2 separate regions of the Gasterosteus aculeatus genome follow, and region 2 is linked to region 1. A link is a contact called in public Hi-C data. All regions are on one chromosome and are shown on one strand. Each heading gives the region's core, a stretch centred on a gene start, on an enhancer-like site or on the middle of the called end of the contact. The rest is flanking DNA. Distances are from core to core; before and after follow the strand shown. Region 1 holds the start of LOC120834822 (band 4.1-like protein 1). Region 2 overlaps LOC120834822 (band 4.1-like protein 1).

Region 1 (7,820 bases), core at 1,991-4,490:
GCATCGGGAGAAGGAGCTGCCTCGTGGCATGAAAGAGCCCCTCTTTGCTCAGCCAGACAGGATGACGCAACCTGAGGAAGGCAACACATCGTGAAAACTATGAAGCCCACGAGCAGACGCACAGCCACGGTGCTGCGGAGGAACCGTGGAGCCCAAAAGGAGCCTTCCATGTTCAGGTCTGAATCCAGCCTTCAGCCGCCGTAATGTCACTTCTTTTGATTATTCCAAAGCTGAAGTAAGTAAAAAGCCCTTATGACAGGGGAACGAACGGCGAGCTGCAGATCACTCAGTGACACAGTGTTGCTCGTCAGTCATCGGGCATCGATGTCGGCGCACGCTGTGTAAACGCGGTTTGTGTGGTGATTGGCATTTAGACCGGGAGGGTTTGACAAATGCTATGGAGAAGTACTGGCGACTAAAGGTCAGCGCAGTTGAGCCTTGACTTTTTATTATCACCCATGTGTATGGTTCCCCGTGGACAATGAGAACCCACTGACATCCGGCTTTTTCCTTTCACGGGAAAAGGTTACAGACGCCTTTCCCCTCGGTGCCAAAATCGACAAGGATTTGGGTAATTATTTTAATCTGTCGGAAACATTCAAATCAATATGCTTCTGTCAAAGCGACTGCAGCAGTAAGACTAAACACTAAATAAAACCTCTTCTGTGGTCCTTCAACTGTAACAACAATAAGAAATTCAGATTTGGTCAAAATAAAAGCCTAATTCACAGAGTTGGATGTCGGGGTGATGCGTTATGTGGAGATACTCGACTGTGTCGACCTCGGCCCCTTGAGGTTGGGTCCGGAACTTGAATGATGCTGCATTCCATTATACTTAAAAACAACATCATGGAGAGCCAATGACACGATGTGTCATAAATAATAATAATAATATGAGAGGGTTGAAATTGGAGGCTGACGCATTCAAAAGGCTCTTTTATCATCGCGTTGTGACGCCGTGCAGTTGCTTTGTGTCTAAATCTCTTTGCAGATCTTTCGGCCCCCTCGTGCCCCTCTGCAGCCGTGTGCATCTTTGTGGTCGTTTCAAGTCTGTAGGGGACGTTTTGCTGGTTGGAGGCCCGTCGGTCCCCACGCACTTTGGGCCCTTGACCCTGACCCCAGGCGGGTCCGTCCGAATAATCACTGTGTGTGTGTGTGTGTGTGTACAGAAAACGTGGCGAGCCAATGAGCAGCCAGCTGGGCCAAAAGCAATGACAAGCACAACACACACACACACACACACACGTGTCCTCGATGAAAACATCAGGGTGACCCCCACACATTCCTGCTGTGGCTCCATGTGCGAGGAGCTACAGCATAAACCATGACTCAGGTAAAGTGCCCCCCCCCCCCCACTCACTTCATGCACCGCGGCCACGGAACTGATCTCTTTTTCCCCACAGAGGAGTCCGGAAGAAAAAAGGCCGAGTTAACTCGCGAGCGATGACTCGTCTCCAATGGGGGGAGGGGTTGGGGGGGCGGATTCGGCCTCGCTGGATGCCTCATCGCTCGTTTTGAATTGCAAATGGTGGTAAGCAGCATGAGCCCCCGGGCCTCTGCACACACGCACAAACAAAAACGTGTGCACACAAGCAGCGAGACACTGTTGTACAACGTCAACACCAACCAAAGGAAACCGCCACACACAATCGATGAGGCGGGTTGGTCGCAGCCGCCGCTGGGTTGAGGAAATGGCTCCGGGGGGGGGATCAGCTGGCCGGCAGAGTTACTACCAGGGCTGCCGGCTGAGTGCACGTGAGGCCCCCGGAGGAAGAACGTGACCAAAGAGTTGTGGTCCCCCCCCCCCGGTGCAGGGACACTGGGGGCCGACAGGACGAACTGGAACTGCCAAGGATTGTCAGAACTGACTAAACGACTCAATGTAATAGGCAGAGAAATAGTTAGGGGGGGGGACGGCGGGGGGGGGGGCGCTCCAACCGTCGAGTCCATCCCCCGTGGAGTCAAGCCCCCCCACGACCCCTTTGCACTGGTAAAAAGCATTGGAGCGGCTTCTGGTCCGAGGGTCCAAGGGCGCGACGTCTCCACAAATGTCCACGCCGGAGGACAGGCGAAGACCGTCCACCAGACTACACGTTTAGTTTCAGTTGGTGTGGGCGAACCGGGGTGGTGTTTGCAAGAGACGGTGTGACGATGGCAGCACCGACTGTGTGTGTGTGTGTGTGTGTGTGTGTGTGTCTCAGTGTGCATCTGTCGGCTGTTGCATAATTAGAGGTGGGTGTGTCGCCCACAGACTTCAAAGGGGATCCAGTTGGTCCTGAGACGTTGAGACACAAACAGAGCAACTTTTCCCCTTTTTTTTTCGTTTCTATTTTCTAAAATAAGCTGTTAGAGCATCACGTGGTCTGCGGAGCGGCTGATCCTGGCGTAGTGGTGGTGCTGATGGGGTGAGGGGGGTGATGGGGGGGGGGGGGGGGGGTGTAATTCAGCAGCCCGGTTGGTTTGTCAACACTGGACCAGTAAGTGCGCACAGAAGGACCCAACAACTCGGAGACGGAACCCCGCGGGCAAAGTCCACGCGCGGCTCTAACATGGACACATGAACGCGTTTATTGTTGTTCCCACCGCAGCGGCGACGCGCAATCGCACACAAACACAGAGAATATGCAGCAGAAACCCGTCATCATGGAGGGAGGGGAAGGGAAACGTTAAAGCCCGGGCTTTAGACGACATCGAGCCAACCAGCGGGGGGGGGAGAGGGGAGAGGGGGGGTAATAATATTCCAACATACCCTTCCTGGCAGGCGGACATCCAGGGGAGGACCATGGATGGGGTGCGCAGGTGAATCCTGCTCTCTCGGCTGCTCCGCGTTTGTTCTCCGGTCACGGGAGGGGGACCGACCGGGCGGGCGGGCGGTGGGGGGGCGGGGGGAGGGGGGGCCTGGAGCTTGTCGGTGTTCTGCCGGTGGAGAAGCCTAATGAGAGAAGGACAAGGAGGAGGAGGAGGAGAGAAAGAGGGAGGGACGCTGTCGGATGCAGTGAGGGAGGCGCACGGGCGAGGAGGGGAGGGCGCAGGGACACGCGCGCGCGCGCACGCGTAACGGCGTGGGGGGGGGGGGGGGGCGTGAAGAAGAGAGACGAGGGGGTCTTTTCCCGCAAAAGGAGTAAATAAATAAAAACCAAGCGCGTTCCACGTCGGTCAACAAGTGCTCCGGTAGAAGAAACGCGCAGGAACACGCCGGCGCTGATGACGTCACGCCGCGTTCACGTGCCAGCGGCTGATGTTTCACGTTCACGCCGTTCAAGTATGTGGACTCTCTTTCTTGCTCTGGATGAAGCAGTTTGGAAAAGAAAAGCATCCGGGTTTCTGTCACAATCACCCTTCGCTACACAGTCGCTGTTGTGTTGTATTTGTATTCTTTTTGTCGGCACAAAAGGAGAAAAAGCAGTAATAGAGAGGTATCGTGTCCCGTAGTGCGTGTGTGGTAAATGTTTTATTTTGAAAAGCCTGCTGTTTGACGTAATGTAAACCACTGATTAACTGATTAGAGGGTTGCTGTTGCTGAGTTTAATCACTGTCAGTCCCTTTCTAAAGCTCGGACTACAGTGATACACTAAGACGGCTGTATTACTAATGTACAGTATTTACAGTAATGTTAGGCCATATACACAACATTCAAACTCATTACAAGCCCATGTGGTTTTATTTATCCAGTCTAGTGCCATTAATGCTGGATTAACAAGCAAAGGCCATTAATCCCAGGTCGGCACTGCTGCAGGTTTAATGTGCGTCGGCTGGTTTGTGCTCACTGCAAATCTATCAGTGATTAAATATACCATTAAACTATTGAGTCAAGTGGCATCTTCATTGATTTGGCATTTCATTACTGTGACACATGGACAGCTTTGAAAACAACATCGACAGTACGATCAAATCTGCTGCAGCAGAACCACAGATATTTAGTTTTGTCTCTTCCATTATGCAATGATCGAATGTGCATTTGCCTTCCAGAGCCACAGGGCATTGTGTAGAATGTTTTCCACACTTATTATCTTCTGCTCTCTGGTCTCTTTGTTAAAACCCAATTTTTTCACCGTCACTATTTTCAGTTTGAATTTTTGACATCATATAAAGGAGGTATTATACAAAATGTTCATGTTTACCCTCAGCAGTCGTAAATCTGTGACATTTTGTTAAAAACTCCCATTTGACTCCCATTTCTGACGCCTCGATCATATAAGATCAGACGCTTTATTATTAGGTACACTAACAATTGCTTATTAACACTAATCAGCCAATCACACGGCCGCAACTCAATGCGTACAGGCGCGTAGACGTGGTCAAGACAACTTGCTGAAGTTCTGGTCTGTATGTCACAAACTAACTGCTGATCCACGCAACCGTCTCTGAACGCGTAACACGTGGATCCCTGGAGAAGACGGGCTACAGAAGATCAGAAGATCACACCAGGGGCCACTCCTGTCAGCAGGAAACTGAGGCTACAATTCACACGGGCTCACCAAAAATGGACAACAAAAGATTAGAAAAACGTTGCCTGGTCTGATGGGTGTTGATTTCAGCTGCAGCATCCAGGCGGTGGGGTCAGAATGTGGAAAGCATGGATACATCCACATCTGTCGACGCTATCATGTCAATATGGAGTAAAATTGCTGAGGAATGTTCCCGACCCCCCAGTTTTTTTTTGATTGGATAGTTTTGGGTCTCTCAATAAATTGCTTTTTTGTCACCCAGGTTATTTCAGTGCCTTTCAGCTTTAAGCATCCACATCTCTCATAAACCAACAAAAAAACATCCAGGCAAAGGATGCGGCCAGCTGATGAACAAAGCGGAACATCTAGTCACCAAAGAGGCTGATTAAAAAGGGGGGGGGGCTCCCAATTATAGCTGCATAAAGTCACAGGTGTTCAGCTGGCCTTTTGTCTGTGAAAATATATGAAAAGCCACATGATTCACATCCTCTTTCCTTCTTTCTCATCAAACCTGTCAAGAGAGCTCTTTTTCTCTGCAGCATCTACGTCACGTATCCTTCCACGTAAAAGGCCTTTCTTTTTTTGCTCACCATTCTGTGTATTTTTTTCATTTTCCCAGAGTCTGACCTTTAAGACTCTTTCATTGACCGAGCTACATAAAACGGCGTCTGCGAGGCCCCCATTAAAGAAGAGAATCCACACTTCCGATCTCAGCATGAGAACATACAGCATGAGGTTTTAATTGTGCCAAAGGGTTTGACACCACTGTTATAAATAGCATGTATTCCTCAAGAACATACAAGTGAAAACTCATTATTACTATAATTATAATAACTTTAAAGACGTTTAATAATGAAGCGTCTTTTCATGTTTTTCCATCTTCAGGCTAACATCCTCTTGGCAGGACAGCGGAAGCAGTGCAGACAGAAAAAAACGCTGAAACCACGAAAAAAATAAATCCTGGTTGCACATAATGTGCCTTCCGCGGCCTCTCGGGGGGGTGCTCCCCAAAATTTGAGCGGACCATTTCTTTCACCAAAAATCGATGTGAGATCGTTCTGAGGGGCTTTTTCAACTCTACCGGCGTCCGCCGTTAGCTGAGGGCTGCTAGACAAAGACATAAATTACTCAAAGTGAAGCCGAGGTGGTGCCGCTTGTTTTGCTGCAATATGCTGCCTGCGATGACGTTTTTCAAATAGGACGTAAACATCATCATTATTTAATTCGCCTCATCTCCCATCTCACCTGCACAGCCTTCTTTCCTGGCACGCACTGGTTGGAAAGAAGGTAAAAGCAGGTGGTTAAAAGACCACATGAAGAACACAAAGAGAGACAGGTGCTCGCACTCATCCTGATGGGCACTGCAGGCACTCTGACTTTGAAGAGTGTCAAAAATAAACTGGCTCTAAATGAACCATTACAGGCGGCCAAGAGAATACATATGAAATCAGGACCATGTTAGCTCATAAAACCTTGGTGGTATGTTTTAGCCAATGGCTTGGTCGGCCATTACACCCTCCAGCCACAACTACAGCTTAATTAGCTGCGATCTTGAAATTAAGAAATACCGAAATTAACATAAAACATACCAAGGCGTAGTTGATCAGTTTGATCTCAAACACAAAGATAGACTAGTTGGTCAATGGTTTAGTTTGCAAGCTAAGTAGCATTAATAGCATCATTTTAAAAGGTGCTAAATTTGCAATTCAAAGCATATCTTATGCCTTCACATGTCTCGCTACATGGCGATGGCTAAGCTTGTGGCTAGAAGCTAACAGTGCTAATAGTGCTAAAATTGCTAACGGCAACAACGCACAAAAAATAAACTCCAATATTTTCCCAATTGAATTGAATTATCAGATTTTAGGGGGGAAATTGGAGGATGGGTACAGTGACAAGAAAAACCTGAATACATTTTCTTGAAATATATATTTTTTAATTATAGATTTAATATGTCCTTTGGGGTTCCACGTGCTTCCGAGGATCATTTAAGCTAGTTCTAAATGCTAAAGCATCATGCATGAACTTTTGTCAATATGTTAGATGAGTGACCACTTTTGATTCTTCACAAAGGCTGAAATATTTGCAATGAAATTCTGGTCAAGGCCTCTGTTCACCCCTTAAGTTGCCTTGCCGCCCTAGAATAAGAATAAAATCCTCTTTTCAGCCAATTAACTCCACTAGAACTAATCATTCAGTTACACAATACCCATAAAGAGCCGCTACCATTGAGGTGAATCACATCCCTTCTGAACGTTCCTCCCTATGTGACAAACAGTGGTGTGAAATGATGAAGTAGAGCCGTCCGTGTGAGTTATCGTGTTTTATGAAGAGAATCAGCGAGCTGGAGCATCCTGTCTCTTCCCCTGTCGGCGCTCCGTTGGCCGGGACGCGGCTACTTCCTTCTCTCTGTTTGCTCCGGCCCGAGTGACCTCTGCCCGCCGGCGGTGGAAAAGTGCTGTGGCTACAACGATAAAAGGTCACGTTTCAAGTTTGGTCCTTCCCGGACGAAAACAAAAGGAATAAAAGACACGATGTGCTTTGATGGATATCCGGGCTTCAAATTTCCAACCGGAGATGGCGACCCCCATGCGTTGACACAATGATTAATAGTATAGCATTAAAACAAATTAGCCCTTGAATGCAAGACCTTGAATGATAACACCTCACCGCCGATCCTTAATATTTAAAAGATAATAAAACATTTGAAAAATAACATTTTTTAAATTCAGTGTATTTTTGTCAAACCACTGGAGCGATGGTGTTTTTTTTTTTCCAATCTTTGCTCATTTAAAACACCTGAGAAACCCAAGAGTTGATTCCCTATTTGTTTTCATCCCGTAGCCTCGCCCAACACGTACAGTATCTGTGCAGCATCAGGGGCCAGAGGGGAACCGACCCGTCAGGCTCCGTTAAGCATGCGTGTCTGGAAAGGTCCAATGATTGCAGAAGGCAGCCGCGCTCCCTTCACAGCTGCACAGGAAACCAGCCGTGGCATCCTGAGGCCCCCGCCCACATGTGGTTATCATAACAACAACAACAACAACAACAGTCCACTGACCGCAGCAACGGCTTTGCTCTCCAGGGACATTGTGAGGCACCAAAATAAAGAGAATAAAGAATCTTCCAAATATGTCAGAGCAAGAGAATACTTGAAAAGCAGACCGACAAGAAAAGATAATGATTAGGATTCGTATTGTACCCATGAATACAGTTTGGTTTGCATGAAAATACACATACACAGATGTATTCAGACATACATGTATGTATGTATTTATTCATATGAGCAAAGACCCAAATCATAAACTGTTGTAAAATGTTGTGCCCTCCACTATACATTAATAATCTGCCAATATGCATGAGGTGCTTGTT
Region 2 (7,820 bases), core at 1,677-4,176, 47 kb before region 1:
CACTTCCACTGCTCTCACAACAAAAGAATGCTGAAGCATCTTTGGAGCTTGGATGGAAATACCATCCATGACAGGAGGCGGGATGTCTCCGTGTACGGATGCAATGGTTGCAGCAGTCAGACCTTTTATCACGCTGGATGCTAACGCATCGCAAGCGTCGTGTTTTTTGGTGCCAGTCCTATCAGAGAAGGTGGCCAAGAACTCCCAAAAAGTCGACGGTGTCCTTAGAGGCGTCCGCATGAAAGCTCGCTACCAGTAACTGCTGCTTTAGAGGCCATTGATAGCCGGTGACGGGACGCTTGTGGCTGTCTCATGCTCCTCCCCCTTTCAGTTAGCGCCGTGTTTAGAGCTATTCTTTGCCTTCCGTGTGCCTCATCATACGTTCAAAATCCTCAGGTCCTTAAAGAGCCTTAACTTCTCATGTGTGTATGAAAAACCATTAGGAGCACTGAACAGCGAAGCAGCCGCGGGGATGTTTACATGTCTGTTTGTGGGGATCGGGTGGGAGGAACGAGAATCGTCTGAATGGCATTCGGATATTTCGCATGGGATATTGGCAATATATGAGGCCTGGTGCATTTTATAGGTGTGTGTTCTTATTTAAAGACAATGCTGCTGATCCTTTCCTTTCCCCGTAGTCTCCTGAGGCCGCGAGGGGCTGCCGTGCCGCCGAGGCGCCGCGCAGTCTGTATGTAGCGTGTAATCCGGTTAAGTAGTTTGTACTTTGAAGGGAAGTGTGCTGTAGGCTACTGAGTCTCGCTCAGAATCATCCATCAAGAAATGTGTAATATACTGTTTTGTACACTTCAAATCATTTATATAAAAAAATCCCTTTCTAAAGAGATGATTTACTTTGTTTTTGTGTAATAACTGTTTCATACTGTAGCTAACTGTTGCTCAGCATGATTATTCCTTTGTCTTCTCTTCTGTCCATCTGCAAGTCGACCGATTTGCTTTGGCAACGTGCACGGCTCATGCATCTGATCATTTAGTGTAAACTATATGTATCTGAACCATGATGAGCCCCCCGTCTCAGTCAGCCCCTCCGAGGTGTCCATACACACTTTACGTGAGGCTTCCCTCTGTTGCTGTTTGTTGTTTATACTGTGTTAATAAAGATTATTGATTTATAGAACAATGTCAAGCTCTGTGGGTCAATCCGTCACTACATCACGGGACCAACATATGGGAGTATGTTCTTCTCTACTTGTTCACATTACAATTAAACAAATGAAACACGTGGATGTAGAGTTACAGTTTACTGAAGGGATACTCCGGGGATTTAACAAAGCACGGCTCCAATTAAAACTGCCAAGAGCTACAGATTAAAACTTTGGGTCCCGTTCCAATAACAAGGGAGTCCACACTCACGTTTCTGAAGTGAAACAAGACGGTTGACTTACAAATAAATGTTGAATGATACATTTTTGGCCGACCAAAAGGTTCAAATTACGATCTGATAACAAACTGTGAAAGGGTTACATAATAATTATAACCTGTCAATCACAACGTAGACAACAATGTCATGAAAAAGTCAAGGTGTAGTATTTCTATAATAAAGTCCACAGTATATTCTACATGTATATATACGAAAGAAGACATAAAAGAGTCATAACTATGAGGCTGGAATCTCTTCTTCATATCTTGATGTGTCACCGGTGTATCAGGTGACAATTGTAGATCTTTACGCCATAACCGTGAAAATACCATAGTATGATTTACCCTAATACTAATAACTAATACTAATAACAGCAATGTATGCTGACATTTATTTCAATATACTATAGACAGTCATAGCAGAGTTTGTCTTCTATTTGACAGGCTCTACTATGAATGTCTTATTTTCTTCCCCATACTATTTTTCAATTTTTTATGACAGATTATACGATTATTTTATATATATTTTTTATTTTTTACATAATATACATTGTTCATTTAATTCAGTTCCGTGTCTTTCTTCAACTTATAAACTACAGGTATTTGTTGACTTTTAGAAATGGTATTACTCTGTTTGGCTTTGACTTATTTGGACGTTATATACTATTACTTTTTTCCACATAAAAGGATTGCGTTGTTAAAAAAAGTGGACAAAAAGGCATCAAGTGCAATCGTGTATCAGACCGTTTAGCGCACTAGATGGCGCTAACAGCATATAAATAACTTCTTCAAACCTGCTGCCAGCATCGTTGTGCTGATGGAGGCCAGGAGATGGCAGTGAAGAACAAGGCGTCAACGGCAGCCTCCACTTCTCACACAAAAAAACTACAATTAATCACATGACGAACTGCTGATGGATGAAAGTCATTTAATGAAGTAGACAAAGAATTTGTTTCCCCACAGTCCACTATTAGACAACTGGTCCCCTTCCCCTCTTCAGTGGAGTCAGACACAGTGTTTGAATCATACTGAGACATTTATTTATGCATGTAGGTTTTCCATTTAGACTGAATGCAAATACAGCAAATACACACCACCAAGCACGAGGGGGATGTAGAGCAAGAAGGCAGCGCAGCTCAATGCTCTTCAGGAAAAAAAGAACATAAAACAACCTAAAACCCATAATGGGAACTCATCTGGATTGTCCACGTTAATGGGGCCAATAAATATTGTCATGTCGCTGAGGACCCAAAGGGTCCCTCAATGTCCCGTCCTGGTCCAAGCGAGTAATTCGCTTTGTAAGACCAGCTCCGGTTCGCCCTCCGACTGAGGGGGGGGGGGTCGTTTCCACGTCCGCCTCGGGGATGATTGACGGCTGAGCTGTGATAACGCCGGCTGCTGCTCTCGTCAGCACCACTCCGAACATAAGGCACCCACTCATGAGACGCTGGTTTTACACCCACGGGCTCAAAGTCTACATGGGCACCACACAGAAGTGTGCATATATACCGTATGTGTGCATGTGCATGTGGATGGAGGCCCCTCCTCCCTCCATCTCTCCCCTCGTCTGTCTCCCATCAGTGGTGAGTCCGTTTCAAACAGCTTTACAGTGTACGTACGTGCTGCAGTCATCAGCGAGGTGCCTCCACAACAGTCCAGTGTCAGAAAACAAGGAAGAAAAAAAAACTAAAAACAAATGAATTTCCTCCGACGCATCAACAGCAGGGGGCGACACTTCCAAGCTTCCTTTTGCGTACCGCCTCTGCGTTACAGTTCACAGTTTTCTCCTTTTAGAGGACAGGTGACGCGAGCGATGGCTGCTTATTGCAATTTCTCCTTGTTTCTTTTTACAGCGATGAGTGAGATGCTCCGCCTCCGGCTAACAGCAGCGAAAGGTCACCAGCGAGGGTCAAGCTCCATCACAGGGGGGTCTATGGGTGATTAAGTGATGCATAGTATATCATTAAAGGTCATCCTGGTGACACTAGGGGAGGGAGGGGGGGGGCACAGGCCTCACATTCACCACTCCTATAAATACAGTTCGACAGAATGAAAAAAAAAAAAACCACGTTAGGATAATGCTCGTGAACGTGCACAAACTTAAAAGTTGTAGTTTTGCCGCCCGAATTAATAACTCTCATACCACAAAAATATTTCAAATGATGAACGAACATATCAGGGGCACAAGAACTAAAGAAACGACTGAAGGGTTTGCCCCCCCCCCCCAAAGGGAAGTGTGCGCATGCGTCCTGCAGCACCACTTCTCTGGTTTGGAGTTCGCTCTGATTAACTTAATCTTCCAGCTCGACCGCGTCAAAGTGAAGAGGAAAGCAAACAGTCTCCATGACGGCAGTCAGTCAAATCATCACATTTCTGAAAAGCTTTCAAATAAAACATTATTCATATTAAAATATCTCTCAACGTCGTACGACGGCGCCCGAAACCAGTGACCAGCATTTCCTCAACGTTGACGTGAAAATAAAAAAACGGTGAGGGCGAACCGGACGAGTCCCGGCTGTCCTTCCTCAGTGGACCCCCCCCCCAGCGGTCTGTAGGGGCTCAGACCCATAATATATATATATATATACATATATGGATGCCTTTGTGTATTTATTCATATTTTGCACTCCCGCTGCTATTTTGTATCTATCTCATCATGCAGATTATCTGACATTATACATAAACAAGCAAACACTGCACATAAATTAGATCCTCTATAGATAAAAATGTAAAAAGCTTATAAGACAGCTGTGGATTTTACTGAAGCTGCAGTCAGGAGGAGGCGGCATCGAGCGAGAGGCCGCTTGGCGCTGTTCATTTAACCCCCCCCACTCTTATACCTTGTTCATCCAGGACCCTTACGGGGAGGGATTCAGACCACCTGACCCAATGGGCCCAGGACAGATGTGTGTGTGTGTGTGTGTGTGTGTGTGTGGGAGGGGGGGGTTGGGCGAGAGTCAGAGCTGGTTGTGGAGGTCTACTGCTTCATGGAAGTGAGTCCGTTCTTGTTCCAGTGTTTTCACAGAGAGTCTTGGGGGGGGGGGCGTACTGCGGGAGAGGGGGGGGGGGGGGGGGGGGGGGGGGGCAGACCGGAAGGCGCTCGTCTGTTGGATGCTCTCCCGCCCCCCTCCCTCGTCTCAGCAGCCACCACGGCCGATCAGGACTGCAGAAGAGACAAACAGCATCACAGATGAGTCATGAAACTGCACCATAACATGTTTATTATCTCCATGTCAGACGACTTAATATACTGTGACATGTTCATGACCTTCTACACTGTGACATTTTAGAACTTACTATACTTTGACCTTTTAAATGATTTTGGCCCGGCGCCTGCTAGAGCGTTAAATAATGGATCAGACGTCGCACACCTCTGCCTGCTGCTGCAGCTCCTCCGTCGGAGACTCGCTTTCCCTGATGACCACGGCTTTTGTCACCAGCATGTCGGGGTGCTGCTGTTTGGCCTCTTGGATCGCCATGGCGAGCGCCTGGGAGGGACACGAGGCGTCAGCGCGTGTGCCCTTCTTGCAGATATAGAACAATGTGTGGAAGTGTTGCGGGTCTCGTCCTTCTCACCTGATGTTGGTCCACATCCTCGTCTCCTGTGATTATGATCCTCTTCTCGATTCTGGTCTCTGAGAAGCCTCCTTTCACCGTCTGCAGCAGACGAAAAAGGGAATTCAGTGACTGTCGATGTCAGTTTACAGAAGACAAAAGAAGTAGTCATAGGTCATTGTTGTGTATTTCCAGTAGTCACTTATTAATGTGAAGAATAGTACATTTTATTGTGTCATCATTCATAGACCGATGAATAAAACAGGATTTATATCAGTTTATTGATCCCAGCATGTCGACAACGAGGAATGAAACCTATTCATCCGTCCGGGCCCCAGTTAAACTGTCACCATGGCAACAGATGAGGTGTTACCTTGGTAACTTGAGTTGTGGTTGCTGAGGTGACGCTGTCAGCGGTGATGGTCAGCGGGGACACGACAGAATCCCTCCCCTGGGATCCGGCCTTTACCTACAGCACAGTTGTGTTACAGTCACACACACACACACAGACGCACACATTGATGTGCTTCCTCTGTAAACATACTTACAGGGGAGCCGTTTTCTTTAAGGACAGCCGGAGCTTCACGTGGGCCGACAACTCTGAAGTTCTGCAGGAGAGAAGAATGCTCTTTATTAACTTCCACCTAGAAAGTGCAGCTGAATGGAAGAATTCACTGCAGGAGACGACAAACATCAGCAGTCAGTTATTACTGATCCACACAGAACAATACAAGTGGCAAACATGACAGCATGACTTTCACCTGGAATCATGTCCCTGGTCCCTCAAGAGTAAGTCTTATTTCACCCCTTAACAATACACCAGAAGATGCTACGCAGAGCGGATTTCACTGCAAGCAAGCGACAGATACACATCGATATCTGATCATTTTTTAGGCGATAAAACTATTGATTAGTACCTCTTCAAAAGGCACAAAATCCCAAATCCATTTCACATAATAATTGTCTCGAAATATTCTTCCCACAGTTCGTATGTACACATAGCGTCACTGTGTATTCGTACGGATAGAAACATGACACTGTGTGACATTGATTGATGAGGATGGTAAATTCAACTGTTTTTCTTCTCATTAGGGTTAAACCGCATTGTGGTAAAACACTCTGAGTTTACTCCTTTTACTTTCTTTTCCTTTTTACACACTGTGTCGTTGGGGGGGGGAAGCCCGCGTGTAATTGTAATCCTAAATAAGCGGCGCTGCAGCCCACGTGGCGGCTCAGCGAGCAGCTCATTAGTCAGTCAGTCAGTGTGTGAGAGAAGGAGCATCCGAATGCGTTTTTAGTACTTTACTGATCGACACGCTGAAACATGGAGCGGACGGCGGTAATAATCGGTGGCACAGTTTGCAAACACGCCAGAATAAGAAGGGGAAATCTGTATCATAAAAATAAATATAAGAAAATATACAAATAAAGAATTTTGTCAAATAATGTTGTGCTTAATGTTGCAACACATGAGACGAGTTGTTCGGACAAAGTGAGGCTTCACAGCAACAGCAAAAGGCCTGAAGTGAGTTCAGAAGGAGCCATTTTTACTGCTTTAGTGTTACGTTGTCCTTCAGAAACTCTCACTAAAACGGAACAGAATAAAAAGTATTGTCCCATTATACATATCTCATCCAAACAGCCTGGGATGAATTGGTCGGTTTAGTGGACTGACAATCAAAGCCAGTGTGGGGGCGATGCCTCGCAGAACCAAAGGCTCCCTCTGGTGGCGTAACACCGGCGGTGCTGGAGATCTTTGATCGGGTGACGTCATCCTCCACTTGCTTCCTCTTATAACAATGATCTGGGTCTGCAAAAGGCACCGACTTGACATTGTTGCCGAGTTCATTCGCATCTCGAGCTGAATGGCTGAAGAGCCCCGAAGCGATTAACTTCATTTTAATAAGGCACCTGTGGGACAGCCGGCCGGCCGGAATTCCAATTTCTGCCTCGGGAGATGAATTGGATCCACACCTGCTTTCACCATACACCAACTGTCACTAGTTTAATCGCACCGTGATGATGCCGCTACGTCTTCCCTCCTGGGAATTGCTTCACAGCATGAAGACAAAGGCTTCCTACTCTAATTAAGACCAGATCCGGATCCTACGATGCCGTCACGTTGTCCTCACTGTCCACCGATGCTGGTGCTTAAAGTCGTATCGACAATTGTATCCAACACATGACCTAGATAACAAGAGCTAAATACTATATATAAATCCTTAACAAAGTCCTTCACCCCCCCCCGAAAATCGTCCTGCACATGACTTCCTCTAAAACCGCGACGTGTTGAGAGAAAAATCCCGGTAGAACTTAACGGGGGACGTAGCGACGCTGCAGAAAGTTCATTTTGACAACTTATTCTTATTCCGCAAAGCTAATGCGCTGATAGTTATAGTTTTGTATTGAACTGAATCAGCAAGAAAACAACATCCAACCGCTCCTCTGACAAATGTCTGTATAAAAATATGAAGCTAACTTTACAAGATAAAATACAAGGTAAGTGGGTCTTTGGATTTTACCTGAATCAATTATGTTTGCTAGATGGCTGCTAATAAAATGCTACGTTTAGCAATATGCATGTAGCAGATGACATAACAGGGTCAAAGAAGAAGGCCACAGATGAGGGGGTTTTATCCGATAGTGCTGAGAGGTTTGCCCACATTCTTATTGCTGCTTTACCTGAGAGGAGACATTGGCGCCGGCCGGCTTGACCTCCGACCCATTCGTATGCGTCTCCGTCTTGGAGTCGGCCCTCTTCAGCATGTGGGCCATGCTCACAGCGCTGGCTTCCTTCTTTGCCACGGGAGGCTGTGTGAGATATGAACCGCAGTCAGAGCCAAACAACATCAGCGTTTCCCGCTCAGAGCAAAGCGACGCGCCGCTTC

The links. A called contact is a pair of places that touch in the nucleus more often than the background predicts.
Region 2: a Hi-C map of skeletal muscle shows a contact between it and region 1, with 2.3 times the contacts expected there. The contact joins the enhancer-like site here to the promoter of LOC120834822 in region 1. A contact is called at or near these places in 4 of 6 Hi-C or Micro-C datasets (skeletal muscle, tail fin and whole body).

Annotation. Positions count from the first base shown.
Region 1 is chr17:20,271,919-20,279,738 of fGasAcu3.hap1.1, reverse strand. LOC120834822 (band 4.1-like protein 1) reads right to left here and starts at 3,240. Exons shown (of 22, transcript XM_078091701.1): 1 at 2,750-3,240.
Region 2 is chr17:20,318,312-20,326,131 of fGasAcu3.hap1.1, reverse strand. It overlaps LOC120834822 (band 4.1-like protein 1), which reads right to left. Exons shown (of 22, transcript XM_078091701.1): 17 at 7,615-7,743; 18 at 5,481-5,540; 19 at 5,306-5,401; 20 at 4,954-5,034; 21 at 4,749-4,865; 22 at 2,395-4,540. The coding sequence ends at 4,535. cntn4 (contactin 4) reads left to right here. Exons shown (of 23, transcript XM_040204296.2): 23 at 1-1,135. Among protein-coding and RNA genes, the nearest start is that of LOC120834822, 46 kb to the right of the region's middle. Within about 2 kb of position 2,926, at least 3 of the 9 cell types and tissues checked have open chromatin away from gene starts, as enhancers often do.